Linked DNA regions of Zea mays: region 2 is linked to region 1. The links are chromatin contacts, called in public Hi-C maps. All regions are on one chromosome and are shown on one strand. Each heading gives the region's core, a stretch centred on a gene start, on an enhancer-like site or on the middle of the called end of the contact. The rest is flanking DNA. Distances are from core to core; before and after follow the strand shown.

Region 1 (6,578 bases), core at 2,806-5,305:
ACGCCCGGTGCTGCACTAGATATGACGACGCCCTTTATTATCTTCGGGGTTGCTTTTGTTGAGCTCTCTGCGCATCCTTTCTGGCGTGTTTTGTTATACATATAGTGTGGTGTCCGATGCACTCGGTTGTTCAACCTAGCCAGCACACCCATCCAGTGTAATATCCGATGTGCCACTAGACACGTCCGGTGCTGCACTGGATATATCGACGTCATTTATCTTCGGGACCGCTTTTGTAGAGCTTTCTGCACATCCTTTCTGGTGCATTTTGTTCGACGTATAATGTGGTGTTCGATGCACTCGGTTGTTCAGACCAGCCAGCACACCTATTCAGTGTGATATCCGATGTGCCACTAGACACGTCCGATACACTTTGTGCAGCCTGTTTTCCTCGTGTCTTTGCGTTTGTTTGCTTGGACTTCTTTTTATATTAATTGTGTCTTGAACTCTTGCTTGATATTGATAAGCCTTAAATAAATTTTTTCTTCTAATATCTTGATTTAAAGAGTTGATTTTCTATGACCGTCTCTTTGCCTCTATCCAAGGCTACGTTACGTCCTTTTAAACTAGAAATATAAATGCTAGAAAACACATCCGTGTGTAGACGGTTACGTTGTTCAAATGATATTAGGTCTATATATTTTCCTTACACGCCGATCTACCGTAAAACTATCGCTGATACGATATTTTATATGTCATCGCCACTCTTAACGGTAGTAAAAAATAATTTTCGCATCGAGTACAGCCTCGTCCTCGAATTTTCAAATACAGGGACCGGAAATGGCCATCATATGTCGTCCTCGAATTTTATATGCTGAGCTGCGGTCTAAGGAGAGTTATTTGCCCATTTGCCATTATCAAATACGGGTTTCGCCCAAATGCCATCATAAAAATGGGTTTCGCCGCTACGCCATTTTCAATCATTGTTCAACAGACAAAATGCCATTTTATCCCTTCAGCACATTACGAGAGACTTTTATCCTGGGTAAAATCACGACGTTATCTTCTCACCGTGAGTCTTCCCATTTCGACCAGCCACCAGCGCCGTCCAGTCCTTGCCCCGCCGCCGCCCAGTCCCTGCCCCCGCCCCTGCCCAGGTCCTGCCGCCGCCGCCGGCTAGGCCATCCAGGCCTCGCCCCCGCCGCCGCCTAGGCCATCCAGGCCTTGCCGTCGCCGGAGCCCAGGCCTCGTCACCACCACCGCCCAGGCCTCGCCACCAGCACTGCCTAGGGTTTCAAGTCCGCGACGCCGCCCAAGGCCTCCAGTCTGCACCGCCGCCCAAGCCCATCGAGGCCGCGCCGTCGCCCAAGGCCATCCAGGTTAGTTCATTTTGGTGGATTGGCTACCATGACATAGATGCAACACTGGATTCCACTCTAATTGATGTTTTACTCTGAGATGCAGTGCGTAGGATCAAACTGTCCTCTTTTTGTAAACATGGATTCCAATCTTAGTGATATTGTTGCAATGTAAGTTCTCTGTACCTTCTATTTGCACTATAGTTTGCAGCTAAGATGTATTAGATCAGTTCTAGCTAACTTCTAACTACTAACTTCGTTGCATTAAAATTTGTTATAGGCTCGATGGAGAGCCTGAGCTTACTTTAGCTGTTGTTGACCCAATTGTTGCTATTGACAATGTGCCACAAGCACAATATATTGATTGGAACACACTGCAAATAGTAGAAAGACAGGATGAAGAGGGAAGGCTGGAAGTAATAGATGAGGATCAGCTGTATAACCTCTTGGGCTTGACGGTTGATGAAGAGAATCCTCCTGCAGATGCTATGGGCAATGATGGTGATGCTGGGAGGGTTGATGGTGAGGCAGGGAGGGTTGATGGTGAGGCTCCTAATGTTTTCGATGATAGTTTTGGCGCAGCGATTCTAGTTGATGAAGATGTGCCTGAGGAGAGGGTGTTTGTGCACGACCCAGGTAAGCCTAGCATGAGTATTGGCACAGTGTATCCTGACATGAAAGAGTTTAGATTGGCTATGCGCCAATTTGCTATAAATGAGGAATTTGAGCTGCACATCGCAAAAACTGACCGAACTAGGTACATTGGGTATTGCAAAGGAGATGGATGTCCTTGGCATATTGTTGGACGGAGACAACCAGATGGAAAAACGGTTATGGTATTTTTTGGTGCAGCTAGTAGTCATTTTACATAGCATGTATTTTATCGTTTCACTAAAGCTATTAGTGATTTATGAATTTTTTATCTATTCAGGTGACTGTGCTGATTGGTGGTCACACCTGTACATCAAGTGCAAGAAGGAAAACCACTACACCCACTAGTGCTCGGGTAGCTTCTAAAGCTGTTCATATCCTACAAAAGAAACCAGCCATGAAGACTGTTGAGCTGAGGGACAAGTTACAGGAGGACTTTTGTTGTGAGATTCACTATGACACTGTATGGAAAGGAAGACAGAAGGCATTACGAGAACTGCATGGCAGCTGGGAACAGAGTTTTCAATTGTTGTTCAATTGGAGAGCAGAGGTAATGAAGCGTTCACCTAGTAGAGACAGCTAATGCAGACCAAAATGTGCAAGAGGCAAATGCTATCATATCAAGTCCTATCAGACCAAATAGAGAAACAATATTACAAGATAGCCTATTAGATTGACTAGAAGGTCTGCACTATTTGTGAACTGCATTCTAGTGTTGCAGCTAATGGTAACTGCATTCTAATTCAATCATTTTTGCAGGGGGCTTGCTATGTTGCTTGGGGAGAGCACAAGTGAGCAGGCTGACTTCAACCTTGGCAGCAACAAAGATTTGGATGTGTCGCCAACAAAGCTTACAACAACAAAGAATGCAAAGCCTGCAAAAAAATGACACCAAGGAAGAAGAAGAAGAACCTGACAGCAAGTGAATGAACCTGACAGCAAGTGTATGCCACCAAGCAAAGTCTGTTTGGACTTGTTTGAAATCAATGTATATGAATTGTGTGACTCTTTTTATGAGTCCAATGTGTGTAAATTTTAATATCTTTCTGTCTGAACATCTATGAAACCAGTGAGTCTAAACTATGAACACCTATGTGGTCATTTGAATTGTGAACATCTCTGAAATTTTATTTGAACTTTATCGATTGGTGTGCTGAAATTTCTGTGCTGAAAATTGCACCGTGCTGAAAACTGTACTGTATTGGATTTTGTTGCAGATTGGTGTGCTTCTCTGTACTGTGCGCTAGAAAGCACAGAATTTTTTTTGCGCCAACTTCCATCAGAACAGCACTAGTCAGCTTGGTCTGGACGCTTTATCTGAACCTGGGTTGGAGCAATTTATTGGTCTGAACGCTACTCTTATTTGAACCAAGGGTGGAGTAGTTTTTGAACCTGGTCTGGACGTTTTTTTTTGAACCTGGGTTGGAACAGCCTATGTGCCAGTTTTCGAACGCTCCTCTTATTTGTACAGTTAACGGCGTTAAATGGCCGAAGGTTATAATGTGCTGAAGGGATAAAATGGCATTTTGTCTGTTGAACAATGATTGAAAATAGCGTAGCGGCGAAACCCATTTTTATGATGGCATTTGGACGAAACCCGTATTTGATAATGGCGAATGGGCAAATAACTCGTCTAAGGACGAGGCAGAAAGTGGGGCCCGTCAGAGTTTCGCCAGGCCGGCACAAACTGGAGTACGCTGGACGCATTTGCTGCCGCATGCCGCCAAATGCCACCTGTTCGGTTCCCCCCCTATCCCCACCCCACACCCCAGCTGGCCAGCTCACCGCGATGCTACGACGGCGCGCTCCGTCCACCCCGCTCACCGACCAACCACCCGCAGCCGCAGCAGAGCAGAGAGCAGTGTAGAGGGAACTCACGGACCTCACGTTGAGTCCACTTGTCAGCAAGCAAACATCGATGCAGTGGACTCGGACTCTGTGTACGCGAAGCAGGTGCCTCACGTCGGATCGAACGTACTCCATGCGGCCGGCGTGCGGCTGCGCGCTTCATCACTTCGGAGTTCGGACAGCAGTACAGCACCAGGGCCCCTGCGGCCCTGCCCCCTGGCCCGGCCTGTTGGGGAGGTACGGTACGGTACGGGGCTGGGCCGCAGGTGTTGGCCTTTGGCCGGACCCCGCCTCTCCCTCCGTTGCCGCACCGGTCCACAGCCACGCAGCTACGGTCTAGGCGTGGTCAGCTTCGCCTTCGCCCCACGGACCCACTGCGCAGCCACCAGGGGCATCCCATTGCTATTAGTTACGGTGCAATAGAAAGCGAGATATATCTGGTTAGTTAATGTTATGTATTACCACTAGCTGGAAAGTCGTAACGAAAAGAGATGAGTATGTGTTAACCGTTATGAACTAGCCTAACCAAACAAAAAAACAAAGGGAATATATACCACTCTAAACTGATCCCTGACAGAAACATCTAACCAAACCGCCACTGAAGCGATGATTTCTTTTTGTCAGATAAAAACTGAAGTATGGATGGATTTTGTGTCCGTTCTGCCACGACGAGGTTCCGTTTGAAACGTGTCGGCTATTCGCCCGACTTCTACTGCTCTTACACAATGTTTTATCTCTATAAATTATAGCTGCAGCAATTCTAACTGTTTGATTTAATCCGAAACGAACAGTCTAGTGGCTTGGTACTCTCCGAACAACTAGAGTAATTTTAAAATAAACCTTTTTTTGCTAGTATCTTCTGAAATACAACTTAACAAAAACAAGACATTAAAATCTAGGACATACTCCGTACTATTCGGTACCACTCAAGCATTGGAGCCTCAGTCCTAGCTTCACCTCCGTACGTGTGCCTAGAAAGGCAGACACTGACCCCTTAGGACTAATCTGAAAGCAAAGAAAACCAAACCTAAAAGAAAAAAAAAGACTCCCGTAATAAATAAATATCTTATTAAATCAGATCCTCATGAATTTCTTACTTTTAAAAAAAGTAGAGGGGTCCAAAAAGATTTAAGTTTTTAAACTGATCCTTTAATAAACGCCAGTATGTAGAGAGAGATAACAGGCACACGCACATCGTCTTTCTCATCTATCTCGCTCACGTATGTACCTTCGCCCTCACTCCTTTAGCTCGGACGACAACTGCATGCCCAGACCGACGGGGAAACTCAAACTGCATGCAATGACACTTCCAAACCGTCTGTAATGAGACTACCTATCTATATATCTAAGTAACCAAAGCAAGGAAAACATTTGACCGTACAATGCAAACAAGTAAGCTTAGCCTGTTTTTCAAGTTGTGTACATTATAAAAAAAATACTCCCTTCATTCTATATATGTTTTGGATTTTCAAGATACATATTTCTCAATTTTAAATTATAAGATATTTTAACTTTTTAGATATTTTTTTTTACTATGTGTCTAGACATATGGTATATCTAACTGTATAATAAAGTAAATAGATTCGTAAACGCCAACGTCTCGTAATAATTTAGAATCGAGGGAGTAGCTTTTACAATACACTTAGATATACACTATGTATCTAGATATATAATAAATACAATATACCTAAAAAATAAAACATATTATATTTTAGAACAGATGAAGTGTTTTGTATAGAGAGCATATGCATGGAGGCAATCGATTTAAACAATGACGAAATGGTGCAGCGATATACATGATGCATGTTGTTCCATACCTGGCCATGTCAAATATACAGTCCTTCGTTGCGGCGCTCAAGTTCGTTGCCTATCCGACCTCTTATATGTATGCACTATTGGAAACGTATACTACTCCATACGCTCTTTTTATTTGTCGTGTTTTAGTTCAAAAATTAACTAGCGAACGACAAATATTTGAAAACGTAGGTAGTATACAGTAGGGTAATTTGGTCTTATTTTATTTTCTTAGAGAGATAAAAAATAATGTTCTTAGCTTTGAAATTTCTGTATTTTACATATAAAAAGAAAGCAGGTAAATTGTTTTGCATCCATTTCTACAAGGGCACAAGCAAATGGTCAATATATTATATTTCGGGGAGTTGTACTAAGGCCTAAGGGAATGTTTGATTTTAGGGGCTAATTTTTAGTTACACCATTTTATTCTATTTTAGTTTCTAAATTATCAAATATAGAAACTAAAATAAAGTTTTAATTTCCGTATTTGACAATTTAGGACCTAAAATAGAAGAAAATAGAGGGACTAAAAATAGTCCTTAGAAACCAAACATCTTTGATATATTGGATTTTTTTTGACGTATCCATTTATGCTTAAATAAGCTAGTGTTGTTTTTCTCGAGTGCCCCGCCCCTCCACTTTAAATTATAATATGATGTTCTGGCTTTTCTAAATGTATAAGTTATGTTTAAAAATTAAAAAGAACCGAGAAACCTAAGTACGTTAACACCACATCAATTTTCCACATGGATACCCCACAAAAAATCCACATGAACACCGTTGGACTGAGATCTATGTATTGCTTTGGGCGTTTCGTTGGTGAACATCAACGCAGCCGGTTTCGTTGATGTCGGCATGAGAATAATGAAGATGAGCTGCGCGGTAGGAAAAGATATATATGACCTATTGATTAGCTTTTTTCAGATTAGCTTTTCTGAGAATATAGCTGTAGAGAGAATCTAACTGTAAGAAGAATATGTATATCGT
Region 2 (6,578 bases), core at 1,663-4,162, 160 kb after region 1:
GACATCCGTCAGCCGGTCCCAGGGTGACCGCATACGATACCCCAGAGGGTTTGGACTCGCCTCTACGAGAGCGCCCACCAAAGCGAAGTCGCTTGGCGGGTCGAGGCTGAATCCAAAAGGCGTGAGATGGGAATCGGTTGGTACCTCTTGGTTGACGGGTGGTGACGAAGTCACGTCAGGGACTGACTGCACCATCGTCTCAGGTACGAGGGTGACGCCCAGCAAGTCCTTCGCGAGCGTGCTGGCATCGTCCGTTTGCTTGGGATTGGCGTGTTGCGGGGAGACGGCGCTCGTCTTCGTCTCAGACGCGAGGTCGATGCCCGACGTGCCCCCCGTTGGGGCGCCGGCGCCGTCGACTCGCTCGACAGCCGACGAGGTGCCGCCTCCTGCTTGGCCTTGGTTGCCCCGCCTCCTCCTCCATCGGCAGGGGAGGGGACGGGGTGAGCTCGAATGTTGTTCTTCCACCACGCGGGGAAGACGTCGTCGATTCCGCCGCCGGCGGGCGGGCTGTCGGCCGCCATTGTCGCTGTCGCACGGCGGGGGAAGGAGTATCATGTCGTAGCTGCCGTCGAGGGACATGAACTCAAGACTCCCGAAACAGAGCACCGTCCCGGGCTGGAAAGGTTGCTGGAGACTGCCCATCTGGAGCTTGACCGGAAGCTGTTCGTCAACACACAACAGGCCCCTACCTGGCGCGCCAACTGTCGGTGTTTCGAAACCCGGGGGTCCCTGGACCGACGAGTAAATTGTCGCCGCGTGCCCCAGCCCAGATGGGTCAGCGCGAGACGGAGCGCGAAGGGGGGAGGCAGCCGGAGGGAGACGGGCGTGAGAGGTGGAATCCCGCGGCCTTCGTGTTTGTCCCGCGCCCAGGTCGGGTGCGCTTGCAGTAGGGGGTTACAAGTGTCCACGCGGGAGGGAGCGAGCGGCCTCACGCGAGCGCCGTCCCGTCCTTCCCCGCGCGGCCAACCCTCTGTAAGAGGGCCCTGGTCCTTCCTTTTATAGGCGCAAGGAGAGGATCCAGGTGTACAATGGGGGGTGTAGCAGTGTGCTAACGTGTCTAGCGGAGGAGAGCTAGCGCCCTAAGTACATGCCATCGTGGCAGCCGGAGAGGTTTTGGCACCCGGTTCATGTGGTGTCGTGGCCGTCGGATGAGCACTGGAGCCTGGCGGAAGGACAGCTGTCGAGGCTGTTGAGTCCTTGCTGACGTCCTCTTGCTTCCGTAAGGGGGCTGAGAGCCACCGTCGTCATAGAGCGTGCGGGGCGCCATCATTACTTGTCTGGCGGAGCAAGCCAGATGGGACGCCGGTCTTGTTCCCCGTAGCCTGAGTCAGCTTGGGGTAGGGTAATGATGGCACCTCCTGTTGACGTGGTCGGTCCGTGCCCTGGGTTGGGCGATGTGGAGGCTCCTCCGAGGTCGAGGTCGAGTTTGTCTTCCGAGGTCGAGGTCGAGTTCGAGCCCCCGGGTCGGGCGAGGCGGAGACCGTCGGCTGAGGCCAGGGCTGAGTCCGAGCCCTGGGGTCAGGCGAAGCGGAGTTCGTCGTCTTCCGGGGCTGAGCCCGAGTCCGAGCCCTGGGGTCGGGCGAAGCGGAGTTCGTCGTCTTCCGGGGCTGAGCCCGAGTCCGAGCCCTGGGGTCGGGCAGAGCGGAGTTCGTCGTCTTCCGGGGCTGAGCCCGAGTCCGAGCCCTGGGGTCGGGCGAAGCGGAGTTCGTCGTCTTCCGGGGCTGAGCCCGAGTCCGAGCCCTGGGGTCGGGGCGAAGCGGGGTTTCCCATGGCGCCTAGGGCCGGACTTGGCTGCTGTCAGCCTCACTCTGTCGAGTGGCTCAGCAGTCGGGGCGGCGCAGGCGGCGCTGTCCTCTTGTCAAACCGGTCAGTGGAGCGGCGAAGTGACTGCGGTCACTTCGGCTCTGTCGACTGGAGGGTGTGCGTCAGGATAAAGGTGTCAGGCCACCTTTGCATTAAATGCCCCTGCGATTTGGTCGGTTGGCGTGGCGATTTGGCCAAGGTTGCTTCTTGGTGAAGACTGGGCCTTGGGCGAGCCGAAGGTGTGTTCGTTGCTGGAGGGGGGCCTCGGGCGAGACGTAGATCCTCCGGGGTCGGCTGACCTTGCCCGAGGCTGGGCTCGGGCGAGGCGTGATCGCGTCCTTCGAATGGACCGATCCTTGACTTAGTCGCACCCATCAGGCCTTTGCAGCTTTGTGCTGATGGGGGTTAGCAGCTGAGATTTAGGAGCCTTGACGGTACCCCTAATTATGGTCCCCGACAGTATTCAAGGGTATAACCCACGTACCCCTAATATCAATATCCGACACATGGTTTCGTAACTATTCTAGGTGTTATCTTACAATTACTCTTCCTTTCTCTCCTTCTGAAGAACTAGTATTTGAAGTAAGAGATGAACATATTTGTGGGCGACACAATCGTATTTGGTATTCATAAAAAATAAATTTAATATCAATTATCAAAGTGAATATATGATCTGCATATCAGATATTAAACTGATAAGCTTAAATATTATAATTTATCTTAGTCTAAGGCCAAGAAAAATATGAGTTGAGAAGAAACTCGACCCCTTTTTTATAGCTCGCTTGGTCAATCGTCTTAGCTAGTGAGGTGGTAATATGTGAGAACGATGTACTGAGCTGTGAGCTGTGTGTGGTTTCCTATCGTGTTAGGCTCGGGTGCTATCTTATGGCCTATCTGTGTATAATTTTTTGGGTCTATTGTTACACGAGAAGCCGAACTACGCGTTTCGACTGTGATGAACAACGTATGATGAATAAAATTCGTGCTTTAAAAGTAGATATAGAGAATTCTGGCGGTGGCGGGTACAGTGGCCGGCTGGATCCAGTGCACCTGCGCGGTGTGCGGTTGAGCTGGCGATCTAGGAGCCACGTACGTGCCCGAGACCAGAAGCTTGGGCACACGCACACGCAGCAAACAGCCCAGCCCACGTCTACGCTTTGCCGAAAGCACTGTGCGGGCCGTGTGGTTTTCGGACGGGATCACGGATGGGCTTTGAAGCTGCCATCGGTTTGTTCTATGGTTTAGGCCTGTACGTGGGTTCAGGAGAGCTGCAGCTTTTGATATAGATTATGCAGCTACTAGAAAAATATATAGGGTCCAAAATTTTTAAAAAAACAATAGAGACAGTGCGGCACCTTCTTGCTGTGCTCTTTCTGAGAAGCTTTTCTAAGGATCTGCAGCGGGAAGAATCTGGCTGTGGAGAAAATCTAAGTATCGTGGAGATTACGTGCGTGAAAGGTAAAAGAAATTATAGGGTTTAGGATGTAGAAAACTGACGGTTTCCTACTGTCACAATGACTCGACTGATTCTGTGTTCATATTTATTTTGAACGATTTTAACTAAAGCGACATAAAAGCAGGCTGAAAAGTAAGACGTTTGACAGTCTTTAACAGCTTTTAGTGGGCAGAATATGAAAAAAGCTAAACAAACAGGTTCTTAGACTGCCAGAAATAATTTATATCCGACGGTGTACCATTTATGTCTGACGGTTTAAACAGTCTGAAATTTTATAATTTACTGTTGTGCCTCTCCAAGGCTCAAATGGAAGTGTCAGCTTCAATCACTACTCCCAAGTTGCTTCAGTTTTCAGGGGAGTACAGGATTTGTGAATTAATTAAGAACATTTGTGAATAGTTCATGTTTCCGGTGCTGGTGCACACGCGCGTCCGTCCAGAGAGCCGCCTGGTGCCTGCTCGAGGTTATGCGGAGCCAAAGAAGAGAGGCCCGTGTGCACGCCGACGAATGGCGTCGACGGTAGGTTGCATGCATGTGCCTGCATAGCCTTCACGTTCATGTCGGAGACGCAACACCGAGCCGCCTGGTTGGTTCCATCTGTCGGCCGTCGCCCTACGTACTCGAGGCCAGGGGGGTCCGGAAGAATGTTAAGCCTCCACCGTGATTGGTAAGCATAGTTAATCCCGGATTGATCCAATGATCTCACGGTTGATCTGCTGCTCAGTTCTGTCACTTTGTCCTTTCTTGCTAGGTTAGCTTCCACTTCCATATGCCTGTCATCGCGTGTCCTCGCTCCGACGGCGCGCGAGCAGCTAGCAGCCCACCCACCACGCCTGTATTCACGTAAGAAGGGAAAAATGATTTTTAAAATAACTTTTGATGATTAATTATTGTTCATGAACCTCCCATAATCGTGTCAAGTATTTAGCCTGCTTTAGGTGCACTAGTTTTGGTTTAGTTTGCTACAAAGTTCATGTATTCAAGCGTAGAATCGCGGGTACGGTCGAAGACTGCTTGACGCACGTCGTGGCCGCATCTTCAGGTCGACCCCGCCATGAGCGTAGAGATGGCCAAACGGGCCGGCCCGGCCCGGGCCCGGTGAAGCCCGGCCAAAACCGGGCCGGGCCTGCTGAGCCAGCGGACTTAATTTTCTGTCCAAGCCCGGCCCGCAGCGGGCCTAAACGGGCCGGGTCGGCCCGTTTAGCACGAAAAAACGGGCCGAAAAGCGGGCTAAACGGGCCGGTAAGCACGTTTTAGTGTAAAAAAACGGGCTTAACGGGCTTAGAGGTAAACGGGCCGTGCCGGGCTAGCCCGCCGTGCCTAGTTTTCTGTCCAAGCCCGCCCGCTTATTCTACCGTGCCGGGCTCGGACCGGGCCCAAAAAGCGGGCTTCATGCCGGGCTCACGGGCCTCGTGCTTTTTGGCCATCTATACATGAGCGCACATTGTGCATGTCGCATCGGAGGCCGAGAAAGAAGGCACTTCGGGTAGCTGTGATCGTGGCGAGGGAACTCATGTCGAGTCTTTTATTATGCAATGAAAACCAGAAAAGGTGTTGCACCACTTAGCAAACAAATCCCAATTTTGGTTTCTTACTATTCATCGTCCTCGCGGTGACCGTGCTGCTTGATCATGTTCCAACGATGGTCGCTGTTGAGCGGCTGCGCCAACAATCTGGTATAGGAGCTGGTTGGATGCACTATGGTGGATCATTTAGTCTGCTAAGGAGACCATCAAGGAAGAAGTGAGTCATACCACGCCAACAACCGGTGAACGCCATGAGCGACTCGTCGAGCTCCTGCGACGGTGTTAGGCAGAGTTCGCTACTGTGGCCCATGCTCATGCACGACAACTACTTCTTGTGGGCGATGGTGATGCAATGCAACTTCGAGGAATTGGGTAGCGGGGGTGATCAACCCAGGGACCGGTGCCAAGCGGACGCAAGACTGTCAAGCAATGAGTGTGCTCCTGCGCTCTGTGCCTAAGGAGATGTGGCAGTCTCTTAGCGAACGCAAGACTGTGAAGGAGGCATGGGATGCGGTGAAGGTGATGCGGATTGGTGTCGATCGTGTGAAGGAAGTGAATACCCAGAAGCTACTGCAGGAATTTGAAAACATCAAATTCAAGGATGGAGAATCTGTGGAGGACTTGGGCATGCAGATTACCAATCTCGTCGGTAATCTCTGTGTTCTCGGTGAAGTGGAAGATGGACATTCTTGGTCCCTACTCGTTTCATTCAGGTAGTTGTTTCGATTGAAATGTTCTGCGATATGAAAGATCTCACCATCGATGAGTTAGTGGGGCGACTACACACGGCGGAGGATCGTCTATTCGCCTTGATGAAAAGGTTGATCACATCGTCGGCAAGGTCGAACGTCTTCCTCACCGAGGAGGACTAGCTCAAGATGAACAAGCACCGCCTCCGCTCCAATCACGAGGGAAGTGGCGGTTCCAGTGGCAGTTCCACGAAGAACAAGGTGGCGATGCGCACTGATGGCGGTGCCTCAAGGTCACAATAACTGACCTCAGAAGGCACACCACGGCATAAAGGCCGGTGACACAATTGCAGCATCTATGTCCATTGGGATGAAGATTGCAAAAGGTCAAAGAAAGAGAAGAAAAACGAGGTGCCATCATCCGGATGCCAATCTGGCTGTGGGGGCGCCGAGCACCATGGCGCGCTGATGCTGGCAATGTGGAATGTTGTGTACAGGCCATTGCAGCGCGTTCATCTGATGGAGAATATTATACTTGTGGAGGTCCCTGATGACATGTGGGTGCTCGACACCGGCGCCAGCAACCACATGAAAGAAGTACGCTCAATGCTGACATAGCTTGATGAAAGTCATATAAGTGCTTGTTGAAGATATTGGCTAACTACTTGTTTGAGCTCAGAGGATCTATGACAACATCCCATTTTGAGTGATCTCTCAAAAGTGATACTGGATGTCTATGTGCTTTGTGCGGTCATGATCAATAGGGTTATCGACCATTCTATTTTCACTCTCGTTGTCACATAGGAGAGGATCTTTACTCAAGTTGTAGCCATAGTCTTTTAAGGTTTGCCTCACCCAAAGTAATTGTGCACAACAATGTCCTACAACAATATACTTAGCCTCAGCGGTAGATAGAACAACCTAATTTTGTTTCTTTGAAGACCATGAAACTAGGGATCTTCCAAAAATTAGCAAGTTCCTAATATGTTCTTCCTATCTACCTTACATCCAACATTATCTACATCAAAATATCCAATGAGATCAATCTTTTAACCTTTTGGATAACAAAGCCCTAGGTTAGATGTATGAAGTAAATACCTCATG

The links. Hi-C and Micro-C count contacts between places; a contact is called where the count stands out from the background.
Region 2: a contact with region 1 is called in a Hi-C map of tassel, with 3 times the contacts expected there. The contact joins two enhancer-like sites. A contact is called at or near these places in 3 of 25 Hi-C or Micro-C datasets (ear, leaf and tassel).

The regions. Positions count from the first base shown.
Region 1 is chr4:84,514,481-84,521,058 of Zm-B73-REFERENCE-NAM-5.0, forward strand. No RefSeq gene overlaps it. Among protein-coding and RNA genes, the nearest start is that of LOC111591383, 110 kb to the right of the region's middle. Within about 2 kb of position 4,056, at least 17 of the 20 cell types and tissues checked have an H3K27ac peak or open chromatin away from gene starts, as enhancers often do. A contact at or near this core is called in ear, leaf and tassel, where this site is marked.
Region 2 is chr4:84,677,594-84,684,171 of Zm-B73-REFERENCE-NAM-5.0, forward strand. No RefSeq gene overlaps it. Among protein-coding and RNA genes, the nearest start is that of LOC103653459, 53 kb to the left of the region's middle. Within about 2 kb of position 2,913, at least 16 of the 20 cell types and tissues checked have an H3K27ac peak or open chromatin away from gene starts, as enhancers often do. A contact at or near this core is called in ear, leaf and tassel, where this site is marked.